2 separate regions of the Arabidopsis thaliana genome follow, and region 2 is linked to region 1. Evidence: chromatin contacts called from public ChIA-PET data. All regions are on one chromosome and are shown on one strand. The core of a region is the stretch at or near the end of the contact, and the rest is flanking DNA. Distances in the headings are between cores, read along the strand shown. Region 1 holds the start of AT2G23820 (Metal-dependent phosphohydrolase). Region 2 holds the start of AT2G23910 (NAD(P)-binding Rossmann-fold superfamily protein).

The links. ChIA-PET counts read pairs in DNA pulled down with a chosen protein or histone mark.
Region 2: a contact with region 1 is called in an H3K4me3 ChIA-PET map of shoot, with 12 read pairs. The contact joins the promoter of AT2G23910 here to the promoter of AT2G23820 in region 1. A contact is called at or near these places in 5 of 26 Hi-C or Micro-C datasets (cotyledon, leaf, root and 2 more) and 1 of 2 datasets of contacts at active chromatin or transcription factors (shoot).

Annotation. Positions count from the first base shown.
Region 1 is chr2:10,136,088-10,144,048 of TAIR10.1, reverse strand. AT2G23820 (Metal-dependent phosphohydrolase) reads right to left here and starts at 3,666. Exons shown (of 7, transcript NM_201793.4): 1 at 3,185-3,666; 2 at 2,208-2,332; 3 at 2,086-2,123; 4 at 1,895-2,005; 5 at 1,666-1,782; 6 at 1,532-1,573; 7 at 1,111-1,447. The coding sequence starts at 3,454. The coding sequence ends at 1,377. TET8 (tetraspanin8) reads left to right here and starts at 6,454. Exons shown (of 2, transcript NM_179714.5): 1 at 6,454-7,203; 2 at 7,876-7,961. The coding sequence starts at 6,697. AT2G23830 (PapD-like superfamily protein) reads right to left here and starts at 581. Exons shown (of 5, transcript NM_127946.2): 1 at 352-581; 2 at 155-225; 3 at 1-68. The coding sequence starts at 403.
Region 2 is chr2:10,174,103-10,182,063 of TAIR10.1, reverse strand. AT2G23910 (NAD(P)-binding Rossmann-fold superfamily protein) reads right to left here and starts at 4,283. Exons shown (of 6, transcript NM_127952.3): 1 at 4,039-4,283; 2 at 3,648-3,805; 3 at 3,351-3,542; 4 at 2,740-2,893; 5 at 2,447-2,639; 6 at 1,976-2,368. The coding sequence starts at 4,162. The coding sequence ends at 2,275. AT2G23900 (Pectin lyase-like superfamily protein) reads right to left here and starts at 7,549. Exons shown (of 5, transcript NM_127951.5): 1 at 7,476-7,549; 2 at 7,029-7,370; 3 at 6,792-6,912; 4 at 6,398-6,646; 5 at 5,206-6,263. The coding sequence starts at 7,508. The coding sequence ends at 5,575.

The sequences.
Region 1 (7,961 bases), core at 2,417-4,916:
GTCGACTTTGGAAGAATAAGTCCATAATTAGGCCTAACGCAATAGTTGTTCCGATTTGTCGTCTTAACCTCAAATAAAATAAAGAGAATCACGAGAAACCTTAGAAACACGAGATAATCACGACAATTTAATGACTCGGAAAACTTTGTTTTACCTTAAAGGCCACGTTATTGTCTGTCTTGTTCGTCAAGTAAAGAGAGCAAGACATCTGCTTCTTCAATTCAACTACATCAACTCAGCCAAGTGAATAGCGAAATTTAATAGTAAACCATAACTCAACAAAATCTGGTTATGGACAAGAAAGACATGCAAAATCAGGGAAAACAAGAAAAAGTCAAAAAAAAAACTTACAAGGGAATTGAAGATACATAGGCTCGATTTCGAGAAGCTCGTTGTTACTCATCTTGAGAAGATCGCCGGAGATTCAAACTTTTCCGATCGAGAGAGGGAGAGGGAGAGAGATCGAATGAAGAGAGTCGGAAAAATCGTTATTTGTCTTGTTACGACAAGGGTAAAAATTGTCTGTTCAACTAAAACTGAAACATTCTTTGAAAAGTTCCATGTTGAATAATCAGCTAAACCATTTGTTACGACTACTACTATTATATTATTATAAGTTTTGCAAATTAAAACCTCTACCAATTTCCCTTCTCCTTCCGAGTCCACTAAGTAGCTTCTCGCGCAAGAATCATTTTTAAAAAAATATAATAATTTAATTGTAGACTTGTGGTTAATAACATGAACATCGGAAAAAATCAAAATCTTAAAGGTTAAGATAAAAGAAGCTCAAAATCGACAAAAGAACTATGCGGATAAGCGTCGGAGAGAGTTTGGAGTTTTCGGTTGGAGATATGGTTTATTCTAAAATATGTTTTTAAAAAGAAAAGACATAACTACTAATGTTAATTTTGTGAAACCCAATGGTAAAAGGTTTAAAGACTTTTAGACTAGAGAGAAATCTAATCTAAGTGAGGTTAGTAGGAGATCTAAGTGTGGCAGGGAAACTACACTTTATGAAGTGTCTATACTCTATTCGTTATTCTTATTCAACTTTTAACCCGTGCAAAATCTTGAAACAAAACAAAACAAAGAAAAATCATTTGACCTCTATTAACGATCCGAAAATTTATATTGAGGAACCAATGATACTTTCTTAAAATAAAATTTAAGAGCTTGATTAAGTTTTTTGATCTTCATTAGCTATCTATAAGATAGTCACTAGCTAGCTATCTTTTATTAGTGATAGTAACAAAACAAGTAAAGACAGCTACGAAGATTATTAGAAAAACCTTAAGATGATTAAATTTGAAACGTACGAGTATTTGAACTCCACTGAGCTAGACGTTAAGAAACAAAAAGAAAGAGTCAAGTGAGAACTAATGTTGCTTTCGTCTTCTTGAAACAATCTCCGACGCCCAAGCCTTGCCTATATTAGTCTGGAACTTCCCTGAATCAAACAGTAACAAGCTTAAAGCCTTCAACCATATTCAGATTATCTATTTAGAGTATAATGACATACAACAAAAATTACCTGCTGTTGATTGGAAAAACTCTTCTAGATCTTTCCCTTGATCTGCGTTAAATAGCAAACAAAAAACAATATGAGTATTAGTTTCTGCTAAATCTCTTATCGAAAGAGAGTTTCTTTTATTGGTCATTCATTACCTTGTTCATATTCCAAAGCTTGTAGTATCAGCTCAACTTTATCGAAATCTTTAACAACTTTGGCTTCAGGTGAAGAGTTCTCTTCGTATTCTCTCCAAAGCTCAGCGATTTCTTTTGCTGCAATTACGATATATACATTTTTAGAAGTGATGATAAGTGTTATACAAATGAGCATAAGAAGGTCGAACGAAGATACATAAGGTATTTCAACAATAGAAGAGAAACAGACCTCTTTCGCCTCCACCCAAGAGTTTGCACATGTGCTCAAGTGCTTCGCTTTCTCTTCGGTTTTTCTCTTCTTTAGATATCCCACAAGAAGGTGTAATGTCTCCTACAATGGCTGCTCAACAACAACTCGACTAAATAACTCGTGATTAAGAAAATCGATGATTAAAAATCTCTAAAAGTGAAAGAACTAACCTTCTGCAATATCATGAACAATCGCCATTTTCATGCATCTATAGAAAGAAAAGTATGTATATAAGAAGAGTTTTTTCACAGCAGTTGAAACTTGAAAAGAGAGAAGCAAGCAAGAAACTTACTTGTCTCTGTTAACACCGGGGATATCTGAAGAAATTAGAGCCATAAGACCCATCCGATACATGTGATCCGCTATAGATTCTGGATCTTTCACATCTCTCTTAATCCATCCAGCTCTTGGAGTTGTCTATTTGATATAAAAAGATGGTTTACCAAACGATACAGCACACAAACTCTATCGTTAAATCAGCAAACAAAAACTCACTTGATTCACAAAAAAGTAAAACACATGACAAACTTCACATCTTCAAGGATTTAGTAATCACAGACCATTAATCACATAAACTTGAAATCATTTCATTCCCCTAAACGAATTCTACAATCCGTCAACAGATGCAGCCAAGCTTGACAATGTTTCATTTCCGTAACAATCCACTATACATTCCAATACAATCCATTAAGCACGAAACGTTTCAAGCTATCTCCACACAGATCCATCATAACATTGATAACAAACATCCACACAAATCTAAAAAACAAATGATCTTATATAAACAGTTACAATGCATTGAGTTTCTACAATCCATCACCAGAATAATCTCCATTCTTAACACAGATCCAATCTTACATTGGTAAAAAACATCCACATAAATCTAAACAATGCGTTAGAGGTTTCAAACCAACATCTGTATCAAATTCTAGGTTCCATAGACAAAAGTTACGAGTAGAAATAGTTCATTGACAGAAACCACCGCGAAAACTAACCAGATTCACATAAAAACTTCACATCTACACAGTAACAACAAAGCTTGAAATCGTTTCATTGCACAAACGAATTTACAGATTCCAATACAATCCATCAACAAGAACATCAAAAGTAACTACATAGCTTGAAATCGTTTCATTTCCCTAACGAAATCAGATTTCCACACAATCCATCAACAAGAACAATCGCATCATCTAACCAACATTGCGTTGTATAATCACACAAAACCACCGGATCTTAGCGAAAATGTAAGGCGGATCAATCAAAGCTTACCTTGAGACGAGTACAGAGAGAGAGGAAATCAATGGCGGAAGAAGCGGACGAAGAAGAAGAAGAAGAGGGAACAGCCGCGACATTAGGAGGAGAAGAGACGGAACCATCTCCGGATTGAGGGGAATCGGAAGCCATGCAGTGAATAGCTCGATTAGGAGAAGAAGCACCGGCGGCGGAGTAAGTAAATCGGATATGAGAACGAGTGAAAGAAGGAACGAGGAAGACGAGAGATAGTGATTTGCAGAAGAAGACTCGATTCACATTCTTCATCTTTCTTTTTTTTTCTTTGCTTTATCTTTCTTCGTGTTTTGGGAATCGTGTTTGTTTACTTTGTTACCTTAACTGTTTCGTCGTTTCGATTAGTTTTGTTTCCTCTGGAGACTTTTATTGGGCCTTTTATTATATGAAGACCCAATAGTGTAGTGGGTCTTGAATTCCGAATCATTGGAAAAAAGAAAATAAGTCCCTTCACTTGGTTGATCTGGACAGCGTTTGCTTGAAGACAAGCAAACTATCTAGGTTCGGGTCATGAGTTTCGTGGGGCTAACATCAAATCAGGGGAAAAACGTATTTTCATATCTAGGTTTGGTCAAGAGTTTATAACAACATCGTTTTAAGTGTTAGAATTAAAATTTTATAGAGTTGTACAAAAAAATTAGGTCTCGAACTCATGATAGTTGTCGATCAAATGTTAATAAGCTGCCTAAATGAGTGAAACGTCGTGGCTTCAATATCTGATTTTTACAAAATTTTGTATAACTTTAATTCTAACATTTAACACGATGTCGTTTTGAAGTATAACATCAAATACATGTCATTTGACTCAGCAACTGTAACAGTTGACTAATACTCGTTATTTACGATTTTGAATTAAGCACTAAATGTAAAGTTTAGCTATAAAATTCAAATGTTTTTGGAGTTTGGGTATGAATTCATCCTTCAAATTTGTTTTGGTATGAAAATACACTTTGTAAATTGTTCGGGTATAAAAAAACCCTTGTCCCAGAAAATAAGAGTATGGTTTTTGAATTTCTAATTCTCTGTTTTTTTTTTCTACTTTTATTTGGAAAGTCTTATTCAAGGTTCTTGTGTGTTCAGGTTTGTTGATTTGGACCACCTCACTCGGTTTCTTCTAGGAGTTGATGCTCTGAAGTTTATGATCATATTCCTGATATCATCAGAGTGCAAGATTCCTCAAAGTAGTACTTACTACTAGAAAAGTTGATGGTACATTACTAATTAGTTTGTTACTATCATATTATGTGATATGATGATATTTAATATAATAAAGTAAAGTTTCCACAAAACTCAAGCTATGAGAAGCTAACCGTCACATTTTTTTCAAACTTAAATAAACTAATATCTATTTTAGTTAGTGTTATTCACATAATTATACTTATAAGCTACATATAAGAAAATATTTAGTAGGTAAATATTTTTTCTACGGATGTATCAAAGGTAAAAATATCAAAAATGTGTCAGTTTTCAAATTTAGGACGAAAAAACTTAAACTTTCAAAATATCATTAAATCACAATTTTTTTTTTGAATTTTTTAATATAGTAGCCTCGGATTGACTGATTATTGTTTGTACAAAATTTTGGTGTCTCGTTTTCTCTTTGCATATGCAATGTGTCACATGGATGTCTTATGTGGATTTGATACTGATATGTTGTAACGTGATTGGTCATTTACCTAAAAAGTGAAATTTTTCTCAAACAATGATCTAAATTGAAATATAGTCGGACTTTTTTTTTATGCTAAGAATATAAATATTTCATATGTAAATTAGGAGAATGGATTAAATTTTTAGGTAACACTTAATGTATTAAATCCATTCTCCTAATTTACATATGTTAATATTTACAATATTATCTTCTATTTATCATTTTTAATTTAATCAAGTTATTCAAATCTATTTATTTTTTTGTCAAAATTTCAAATCTTATTAATATAAAAAATTATTTGAGAAATTATCATAAAACAATCTAATTAATATGCATTATTATTGGATAACGATTTTTGGTATTTAAAACAATCTAGTTCACTTAAATCTATGATAGATTGTTTTAAATACCAAAAATCGTTATCCAATAATAATGTATATTACAAATTTAAAATAGTGCTTCAAAGGAATCCAACAAGAAAAATAAAAAACAACACAAGTACACAACAACAATAACAACGCAAGTAGGTTAGGTACTTAGGTAGCAATGCATGCAGCCTGATTCAAACGATCTACATATGTTTTTAAATAAAAGATCATGTCATTTGATTCTTCCCATTGTCTATTTTCTATAATAAGTAGGTTAGGTATCAACGCAGCCTCCAAAAGCATAAAAACAAATTGCAAATTTTCCAGTGGCATATGTATATATTAGTCACTTGAATTTCATTAAATAAAATACGAGTAGAAACGTTGACAAATATTACGAGTAAACAAAAACAAATTGGACTTTGGAAGCCTTTACATTTTGCTCACGCAAGTAAAAACAAAAGGAAAAAGAAATACTCAATTATTTGACATAGTAGAAATAAGATATTCATATGAAAGTGAAAGCCATTTGATCTTTCAAAGGTTTAATGGTTTTATATTAGGCTAAGGTATGCTTTTCAAACAATTGTTTAACTAAAAAAACTGTAGATACAAAAAAATAATCATAATTTCAGCATATTGCAAATAAGATTGTTTGTTGTGTATTACAATTTACAAATAAAATTATATATCGTAAGTTTATAACCATAAACAGAATCTGTCTTTAATTTTTTAGAAGGTCACAACTGAGGAAAGAAAATAAAAGTTTTTTTAATGATTTATAAAAATTACAAAAGTTAAGAAATTTCAAAATAAAAATGTGGTAAACAAAACTTCTTTTATTTGTTAAGACATTGCTATAATTTTTTTTCTTATTAATTATTTAGTTATACTGAAATTAAATTTTATATAATTAGCTGCAAACTCATAATTACTTAACTTAGTCTAAAAACCAGTTATGGTCATAAACTATATATTATGAGAAAATTAGTCAGTCTTACTTTTTTTTATGAAATTATTTCATTGCAAGTTATATTCAATCTATAGATAATGAATATTTATTTAATAATCATGATAAGATAAGATCAAATATAGAAGAAAATATACACAAGAGAAAAAAACTAAATAAAAAGTATAATTAAATAAGTACAAGTCATTATCCAAAAATATCCACCACTCGCGTAAAAGCGCGTGGAAGTTAAAAAGTCATTCTCCTAAATGAACCAAGTCTTCAAGTCTCAACTACTTCCTAAAGACAATTAGAAATTTAGAACCAAAACAAACGAAACTTCTCTGCAATAGCCTTCTCCAAATTTCCTCACTTTCACGCGTTTCAGTCTTCTCTATATAAACTTGTTTCATCAACCCATCAAAATCCCACTCAAATTCTGTTTCAGTGTTCTTCAAATTCTCAATCTTTCTCTCAATTCATCTAAAGGGTTCCTCAAAGTTTCAATCTTTCTCTCTGAATCTAAACCATGGCTCGTTGTAGCAACAATCTCGTAGGGATACTCAATTTCCTAGTATTTCTTCTCTCGATCCCAATCTTAGCTGGTGGAATCTGGCTAAGCCAAAAAGGGTCAACAGAGTGTGAAAGATTCCTAGACAAACCAGTGATTGCTCTTGGTGTTTTCCTTATGGTTGTAGCAATAGCTGGTCTAATAGGTTCATGTTGTAGAGTCACATGGCTTCTTTGGGTTTATCTCTTTGTCATGTTCCTTTTGATTCTCCTTGTGTTCTGTATAACAGTTTTTGCCTTTGTTGTTACTAACAAAGGAGCTGGTGAAGCTATTGAAGGAAAAGGTTATAAAGAGTATAAACTTGGTGATTACTCTACTTGGTTACAGAAACGTGTTGAGAATGGTAAAAATTGGAATAAGATTAGGAGTTGTCTTGTGGAGAGCAAAGTTTGTTCTAAGCTTGAAGCCAAGTTTGTTAATGTTCCTGTCAATAGTTTCTACAAGGAACATCTTACTGCTCTTCAGGTAAAAATTTTGACTTTGATGTGATTTTAAAGTTTTGTAACTTTTTTTTTAGGGTTTTTAGTGAATTGTGTGATTGAGAACTTAGAAAGAGATTGAGCTTTTTGATCCTTTAAAAGTTCTCTTTTTGTGATCTAAGAACTTTTGATTTTGACTTGAACACAAAAGCCTTACCTTGAACACAAAGTTTCAACCTTTTTCTAATTTGAGAATCATGAATTATGAATCTGACCCATAGACATATGTTTTAGTTTTGAACTTCGATGCATATCAATATGTTGTTCTCCTTTTGTTAAGGTTTTACTGAATTACCTACAAAAGTTTGTTGAATTGCTAACAAAAAATTGTTCTAATTCTTGAAAAAAGATTTGACCTTTTTGATCCATAAAGTTCTCTTTTTTAGTGATCTCTTATAAAAATCCATTTTTCTAGTCAAAAACTTTACTTTTTGATTAAAAGTTTCAACCTTTTAAAACTGAGAATCATTAAACATGAGATCCAGGACCAGATTCTTACTTAAGATGCAAGCAATTTTGTAACTAAAGTTCTGCTCTGTTCTTAGCACTTTTATATGAATTTTGTTTGTTTGATAGTTTCTAAAGCTGAATCTTTGTGAACTTTTACTCTTTCTTAAGGCTATAACGTTAACTAACGAATCTTTGTTTTGTGTTACAGTCTGGTTGCTGCAAACCTTCAGATGAATGTGGTTTCGAGTACGTAAACCCAACAACCTGGACCAAGAACACAACGGGAACACACAC
Region 2 (7,961 bases), core at 3,034-5,533, 37 kb before region 1:
ACAATCGTCTAACCAATTAATTAAATATTTTTGTTGTGGTCTAACCAATTGATCAAATATTTAGCGTCTAACCAATTGATCAAATATTTTTGATTTCACCAATCGATAAATTTTAAAAGTTACACTAAAATTTCACCACAACATCAAAAATGATAAGAAAAAAATTAAAATGACGAAGACATTTTTATGTCATTGTAGTTCTAATGCGGCCAATTGTTCGAATTGTTTCTATCGAATGATATTACATATACCATTTTGTTTTTCAGCATTACATATACAATTTTTCTGCCACCAATATGCATTATAATGAATTTAATTTAGGTAATAAGTGGTAAGTGGTGACACATCTATTATACTCACTAATTTTATATTTTATCTACATATACTATATTTAGACTAACAAAATTATAAATTTCACAAGGTTAAATTTTTTTCTTTATATATATATATTATTTAAACATAATGCATTATCATTTTTCTCTTATTATATTTTTAATTGAAAAATGATAAATATTTCTCTAAATTTTTCTACCTTTACATCTCATAAGCTTTATGCTTTTCTAGATTGTTGAGAGAGAGACAAAGAAATACTCTGGTGATGTAGCAATAGCAGTCTATGTTGATCGTTGTGTAATCGTGAGCTTACTTTGAGCGAACGATTTGCATTTCAGATTGTTTAGTATTTCTCTAATAATCAATTGATTTTTCTCGCGATTTACTTTATAAGTTTCAATTTGTGTTTCCTATTTACAAATTTAGCTCGGGATAACAACAATATATCAGTCCAAAATAAAAATTTCTCCACTGTAATACTTGAATGTACAGATATACCATGCCACAAGCTCTCAATTTCTAATACCGATTCATCGACAACAAAATAAATATAAATAAACGATTAATATAAAATTGGTTGATGTAAAACACTGAAACCTATTAATAATAAGTTGTGTATGAGAATGTATCGACTAGTTTTGAAAAGAAATGGAGTAAGAGCCGGTGTTGGGATCTTCACAGCCTTGAAGTTGTCTACACTCATCCCACATCGACCAAATATCGAGTTTCCCATCTCCTTTAGTTTTGCTCTTAAAACACCACCAAAACATATTATCTCATATGATCAAAAGTGTGGTTCAAGACTTTAAAATTTCAATATACTGTTAATAATACTTTTATTTTACGATAATTGGCTCCACTTTTTTTTTTAATAATCTTAAATTATTTTGTTTGAGTTTTGACCCCAAAATTTTATAGCCGGTCCTGCCAAAGACATTAAAATTTTAGTGTCCTTGAAACGTTGGTCCAGCAGAGGCAATTCAACATCATCCTCGCATATGGCAACAACCCATCTTGATCTATATCATGCAAATTTAAAGAACGTCCCATAGAAGAAACTTCATGATGGACATACCAAGAAGACAAAACCTTGATCTTTTTTGAGAAGACCGAACCTTAAATTTTATTTTTGTAGTTTCTTTTGGATCGTATTGCATTATTTATGTTGTATTAATAAATCGTGGATGCATTTGAGATTTTGATTTTGTTAATGACTGACTTTTAACTCTCAAACTTGCAAATCCTGCTTCATTTTCTGATGTCTAAAACGTGAATATTGATTTTGCTGTTAAAAAAAAATACAAAAAAAACTAAGCTATATACTTTAAATCCTGCTTCACAATCCTGATTTTGTATGTCTCTGAATTGTTTGTGTGATTTTATCATGTCTAACATCACAGCTTGCAGAAACTGAAGTGTGGATAAATCAGAAACCCATTACAAACAAAATGTATGGATATATGCTCATCATTTATTACACGTTTCAAATTGTATCTAATTTTTTTTAAAAATGTTAATGATAAATCATTCATCAACAGTTAGCTATATACTTTAAAGTTGACAACTCATAAATTACATCAAGCACATGTCAAAATTTATTTCCTTCTTAGCTTGCAAATGTGTAGTTTAGTACAAAACTGTATAATGCTTTTCTCATTTTCTTATTATTTGTTGCTACCTAGCCTCATCATATATTCCATAAATAATGACATACAAGTAATAAATACTCACTTTTCTCACATTAAAACCAAAAAAAAAATACTCACTTTTCTATGAGTAACACATATTTTCCTTTCATTTCAAAATAAAATAAAATATAGATATATAAAATACTGAATTGAGAGTACAATAATTAAAAAAATAAGTAAACAAACAACTCTTACTATAAAATTTCTTTGTTATTTTCTTGCCCTTTAATTTATAACATCTCTCTTCATGTAATTAACAAGCAAATCCAGCTTCCACCAGCTTGTTTAGTTTCTTGTTTCTCAATCTCTCTTCATAAACTTCACTTCCTTGCATTTCTTTCTCATGCCTAAATCATATATTATAACTATAAAATAATAAATTATATAGTAGTAATGATAATAACAATAATAGTAATAATAATTACCTTGGTGGCATAGGTATTAAAGGAGATAGAGTTTGTACAAGCTTGAGAGCTTCTTCTTCCGTGTTCACAATTTGGTTGAAGCAAAAGTATCTACCACAAGCCGAAGTATCCTCGAATGCTCGAATGTGAACATCCGCTACAAATTCAACATCTACGTACGCTAACACACCGTTCTCATACATTTGTGCAGCTCCTACAATCACATACATAGCCAGAACAATTACATTATTAGTTACATGAATGTAGTATATATATGTACCTGATTGTCAAAAAATAATAATATATATATATACCTTTGAGGTAAGACATGGTCGGTCTTGGGTTGTGTTGAGCCACTGATGGTCCAACGATGAGGCCCGGGTTAACCGAAACCATGTTGACCATACGATCCATGGCTAATGCCCAAGCTGCCTTCTCGGACTGTGTCTTCGCAAGAGCATGCCACAACTGTGATTAAGAAAGTAGTTACAAAATTAAATTAAGTACTATTCTAAAATATGATCTAGGTAGGATTTAGTTAGAGTTTTGACCTCTTTAATATTTTATTAAGGCAGTCTTACATTGAATCTTGACCAAAATGAGTCTAAGATAAACACATGACATTATGACAAATGTCAAATACATTACATGAAGACCCAATTTTTGATTTACTTTTCCAACAAAGATTCACTACCCCCAAAGTTTTAGAAGTTCAACAAATAATATGGTATCTTGTAATTTCAAAATAACAATAATTTAAATAATACATTTCAGATTGATTGATGAAAAGGTACATGAAATAATTGTTCATTCTATGTCAAAACTATCATATATGAATATGAATAAACTGTGGGTCCAACATGTTTATAAATGTCTTGAACTTTTCAAGAAAATGAATGAACCAAAAAGAGTTGAACTAAAATACCTTTTTTTTGAGACAGAAGTCAAGATCACTCCAACACTTCTCATCAACATCTTTCTGAGTTCCAATGTTATCTCTCCAAATTGCAGCAGTTAACGAAGATGAGAACACAATCTTCTCTATACTCTCTGTTCTTGCACATGCTTCCACCACATTAATAGCTCCTCTCACCTCCAAATCCACTTCCTTCTCCTCCTAATTTCACATCATTTCATAAACAAAATCTCAATTTCCCCAAACCACACAAAAAAAAAGAGAGATTACAGAGAAGTGGTGAGTGAGAAACACTAAAATACTCACATCGTACCCTTCAGGATTATCCAAACAACAGAAGACAGCATTACAATTGTTGAGAGAAATGAGGATACTTTGGTAATCTAACACATCCACATCATAAACCTCTAATCTCTCTTCGTTAGCTTCCATGTCTCTGATTTTCTCTTCAAGCACACTCTCCCCTATTACCAAAAATCCTCATTAGAGAGAAAAAAAAAAAACCCTTGCAACAAGATTCCATCTAAATTTGATTGTACCCATAAGTGAACTTGAACCCATTGCCTCAAAAATTGATTGGAACCAATTAAAGGTTGGAAACTTTATAGCACCATTAGTGAATTTGGCCAGATAAACAAATCATTTGTCTCAAAATCCTTGAAATCAATTGAAAAAAGAGTTTGATAGATTTTTTTACCGTTTTTACGGATAGCTGCGTGAACAGAGTAACCTCTAGTGAGCAATCTCTTGAGAATCCAGAAACCAACATAAGTGGAAGCATCAAGAACACAACAACAAGAAATGGTCTTTTCTTGATTCATCAGTTTTGTTGATTAGAAATATCTGGAAAAAGTGTATGGAGAGAAAAGAAGATATTTAGTTGGGTCTTACTATGTAGAGGAGAGACGTGAGGAGAAGGAAGTAGTAATAAATAGGAGAAAGGTGGGTGAACTATTTCATTGTTGCACGCTCCCAACCTACTCATCTTCTTGTTTTACTATATGGCTTTGTGTTGTTGGTTAATCCATTGACCGGTGGAAAAAAAAACAGAATAATAAATAATTGATTGAAAAACGTAATTCTTTTTTTTTAATGTTTTGTAGTATTAGTTATTTTTAAACTATTATTATTTTAATATTTCTAAAGTTTATATTTAAATAAATTAGTAATTTGGATTCAAATACTATAGTGAAAAAAGAGAAGGTTAATATGAGAAGTTGACAACAAAGTAGCTAGAAGTTAGTAGGTAGCGATTGTGGTGTGAAGATGATTTACGATGACATTGTGAGTTAGCTTTATCTTACGTTCTGAATTCTGACAAGTGTTCTTAAAAGAAAGATAGGTAGAATTATCAAAATGAATATATATGTTGTGCCAACCAAACATAATTAGATAAAACGAGTAGAACAAAGGGAATATAAAAATGAAAAATATTATTGCAAATATTATCATTTTTAGTTGCAGATTTTAAACTAATCAACGACTTTAATCATTTTATTAGTTTATAATTCTTTTTGTTATGTGTTGACTTGTATTTTAATTATTTTTTATAGTAACTAGTGACATAAAAAATATGTGATACGGACAAATTTTGTACTATTAGTCTATTCTGCATATCAATTAGTTGCGATGTCGCCCGTGGGATATCTTTAGGTCACAAGAATATATACCGAGGATCCGTCTTCTAAGACAACTTAGCACATCGCATAAATCGAGCCATCAAGCACAAAAACATTGGTTAATGTGATAAACCATGCAATGCGCTATTTAACATATTTGTAAAAAAAACATCAATTACAGTATAACACTAACCAAACATATATGTTTTGATAAGGACTTAATTACATTTTAAACTATACATAAAATTTGATATGTGACATAAAAATTCCATGTAGATATAACACACATCCTTTTGTTATCCATTAATGTTTAGGGTCTAGCGATGCTTAGATCACATTTTCATCTCTCGCATAAGAATTCAATCCTAGACAAAACTAGGAAAGCTTAATCTCTAATTCGATACATATGCTTATAATCGTCGTTTCAAACTTTAATTTAATTCCACGAAACTGATTGTATAATTTCGTATGCGTATTCTAAAACCATTGCATGTACCCATCAGCTTTATAAAATAACAGCTGGGACATTTTCTTCTAAGGGAATTAATATACATTGCAAAAAGACAATGTATATATATTTATGAGGAAATTAGTATTATCTCCGTTCACAATCTCTAAGCAGAGCATTTGTTCAGGACAACAGATTCAATAGGAATCTTATCAACCGGAAAAGCACAGTCCACCGGTGCTCCTTTCTCCGGCAACAAACTACACGGTTTAGGTGTAACCTTGCTCGAAACTCCAGAGATGCTTGTACAATTCCACAACAACTTCTTCGGCTCAGCAGCCAAATCAATCTTTATATTCGACATACATATCTTTGTGAAAGGATCGTTCTTGAACCCATCGAGCCTCGCAGGTTGCGTGACATTATCCGCGGTCATGTCACGGTAGTTGATATTCGTAATCACGGGCATAGCCTTGGGATCAAAACCGGAAGCGGGGTGTTGGTTATAAGCACCGCTCATCCAGAAAACGTATTTCATTGTTTTCATTGTGAACCTCCTGGCGAAAATATCCTTAACATAACCACCACGACCAACCGCGGTTTTGATTCGGATAGCGGATTGTGTCTGAAGTAATGTAATGTCTTCGATTCTAACGTCTTTGATTCCACCGGACATTTCACTTCCGAGTGCTATTCCAGCGCTGTCGGGAGAGATGCATGTGAGCCGTCGGATAGACAATTGTTGAGTTGGCATGCCGACTTTGATACCAAACTGATCCCAACCGCTCTTCACGGCGATGCAATCGTCTCCCGAGACTACGTAACAGTCTTCTATCAATGTGTTGGTGCATGAATCTAATAAAGAAGAAAAAAGTGTGTCAAAACAAAATGACAATGCCATGTGAAAATATAAAGCCAATATGATGATTAGAAACACAAACAAAAAATCAGAGCGTTTTGATATAATGTGGCGTGGGATATGGACTTACCAGGGTTGATTCCATCGGTATTAGGAGAATCGATAGGAGCAAGAATGGTAACGCCTTTGACGATGACATTGTTGCAATATACAGGATGAATATTCCATGCAGGCGAATCGATGATTGTGATGTTCGAGATCTGAACGTTTTGAGAGAAGATGATCTCGATTGTGTAAGGTCTTGTGATCCCCTTAAATCCACCACTGCGATACTTCACCCACCAGTACTTTCCTTGCCCGTTGATCGTTCCGTTGTTACCTAACCAAATAAATTCCATTAATTCTAGTCTTTATACGTAAAATACATTCTTAAGATCTTATATCATTGATTCTTGGTCGTTAAAGCACCAAACTGTTGCTACTAATTCATTAAATTGTTGTATTATTAATTTGGTTAACCTTACCGGTGATAACAACATCAGTTAGGTTTGTGCCAGAGATTAGACTAGCAAATGTTGGTCCTGCTGCATCTCTTCCTTGTCCGTATGATGGCAAAGGTGCAACCACTGGATATTCAGATTCATCCTATTTTTTGAAAAACCACAAAATAAAAAACATGTAAATAAATGACTAATTCCTTACACAAAATATATTTATCTAATTTCAGTTTTATATAATGCAAAAATGGAAATCATTCATACCTGAGAAGCAAGAATAGTTGCACCTTTTTGGATGAACAAAGTAAAATGGCTGGTGAGGTTGAAACTTCCGGTTAGCCATTTTCCTGGTGGAACAATGAGTTGCACTCCACCGTCGGCTGCCTTTGGAGCAAGCTTGGTTATGGCTTCTTTGAACGCTTTTGTGTTCGAGGTCTTTCCATCACCAACTGCTCCAAATTCTGTCAAAACTGCGGTATGTTTTCGACAATTCAACGCCATATATTCAATATTTGTCTTTCCTTTGCTAGCTAGATCCCGAGCTTCCATCATCGAAAAACTACTAATTGCCAAAACTACTAATATACAAAAACTTGTCCGAATCATCTGTTGAATAGAAGAAAAAATTAAACCATATTTTGAATGTTCTCACAAATTAAACTCACTTTCAAAACATGTTTAGGAGGATGACATTGTTTAAAATAACGTTACCTTTAGAGTTGAAGGATTGATAGAGAACTCCATTTGATTCTTATGACTTGTTTTTGGTATTTGTGTTTGTTTTTTTATTTGGCTTAAAACAGAGTAATTTATAGAAGAACAAAATAGAGAAAAACATGCTTAAACTTTATCTAAATCTAAGCCTTGAATTGATTTACCAAAAATAAGTAGAGCTAAAAAAGGTGCAATTATGTACCAATCTTGTTATTTATTTCTGTTAAGACAAACAATTCCCGTTTTAGTAGAAAATAATCCAACTTCTGAAGTTATAGATCTTAAATTAGGTAAATTGACTGAAGAAAATTTGTATGTCAATTGGAATGAAATATCCGGACCTTCCTATAAGGGCTATAAGAAGATCATTAAGATCTTGAGTTACCTATAATAAAAACAAATCTCTTAATTAGTTTTCAAATTGGCATGTAATGTTGAAGGGGTAAATTTATTATTTGGGATTGAGATTTTATCCGTTTTAAG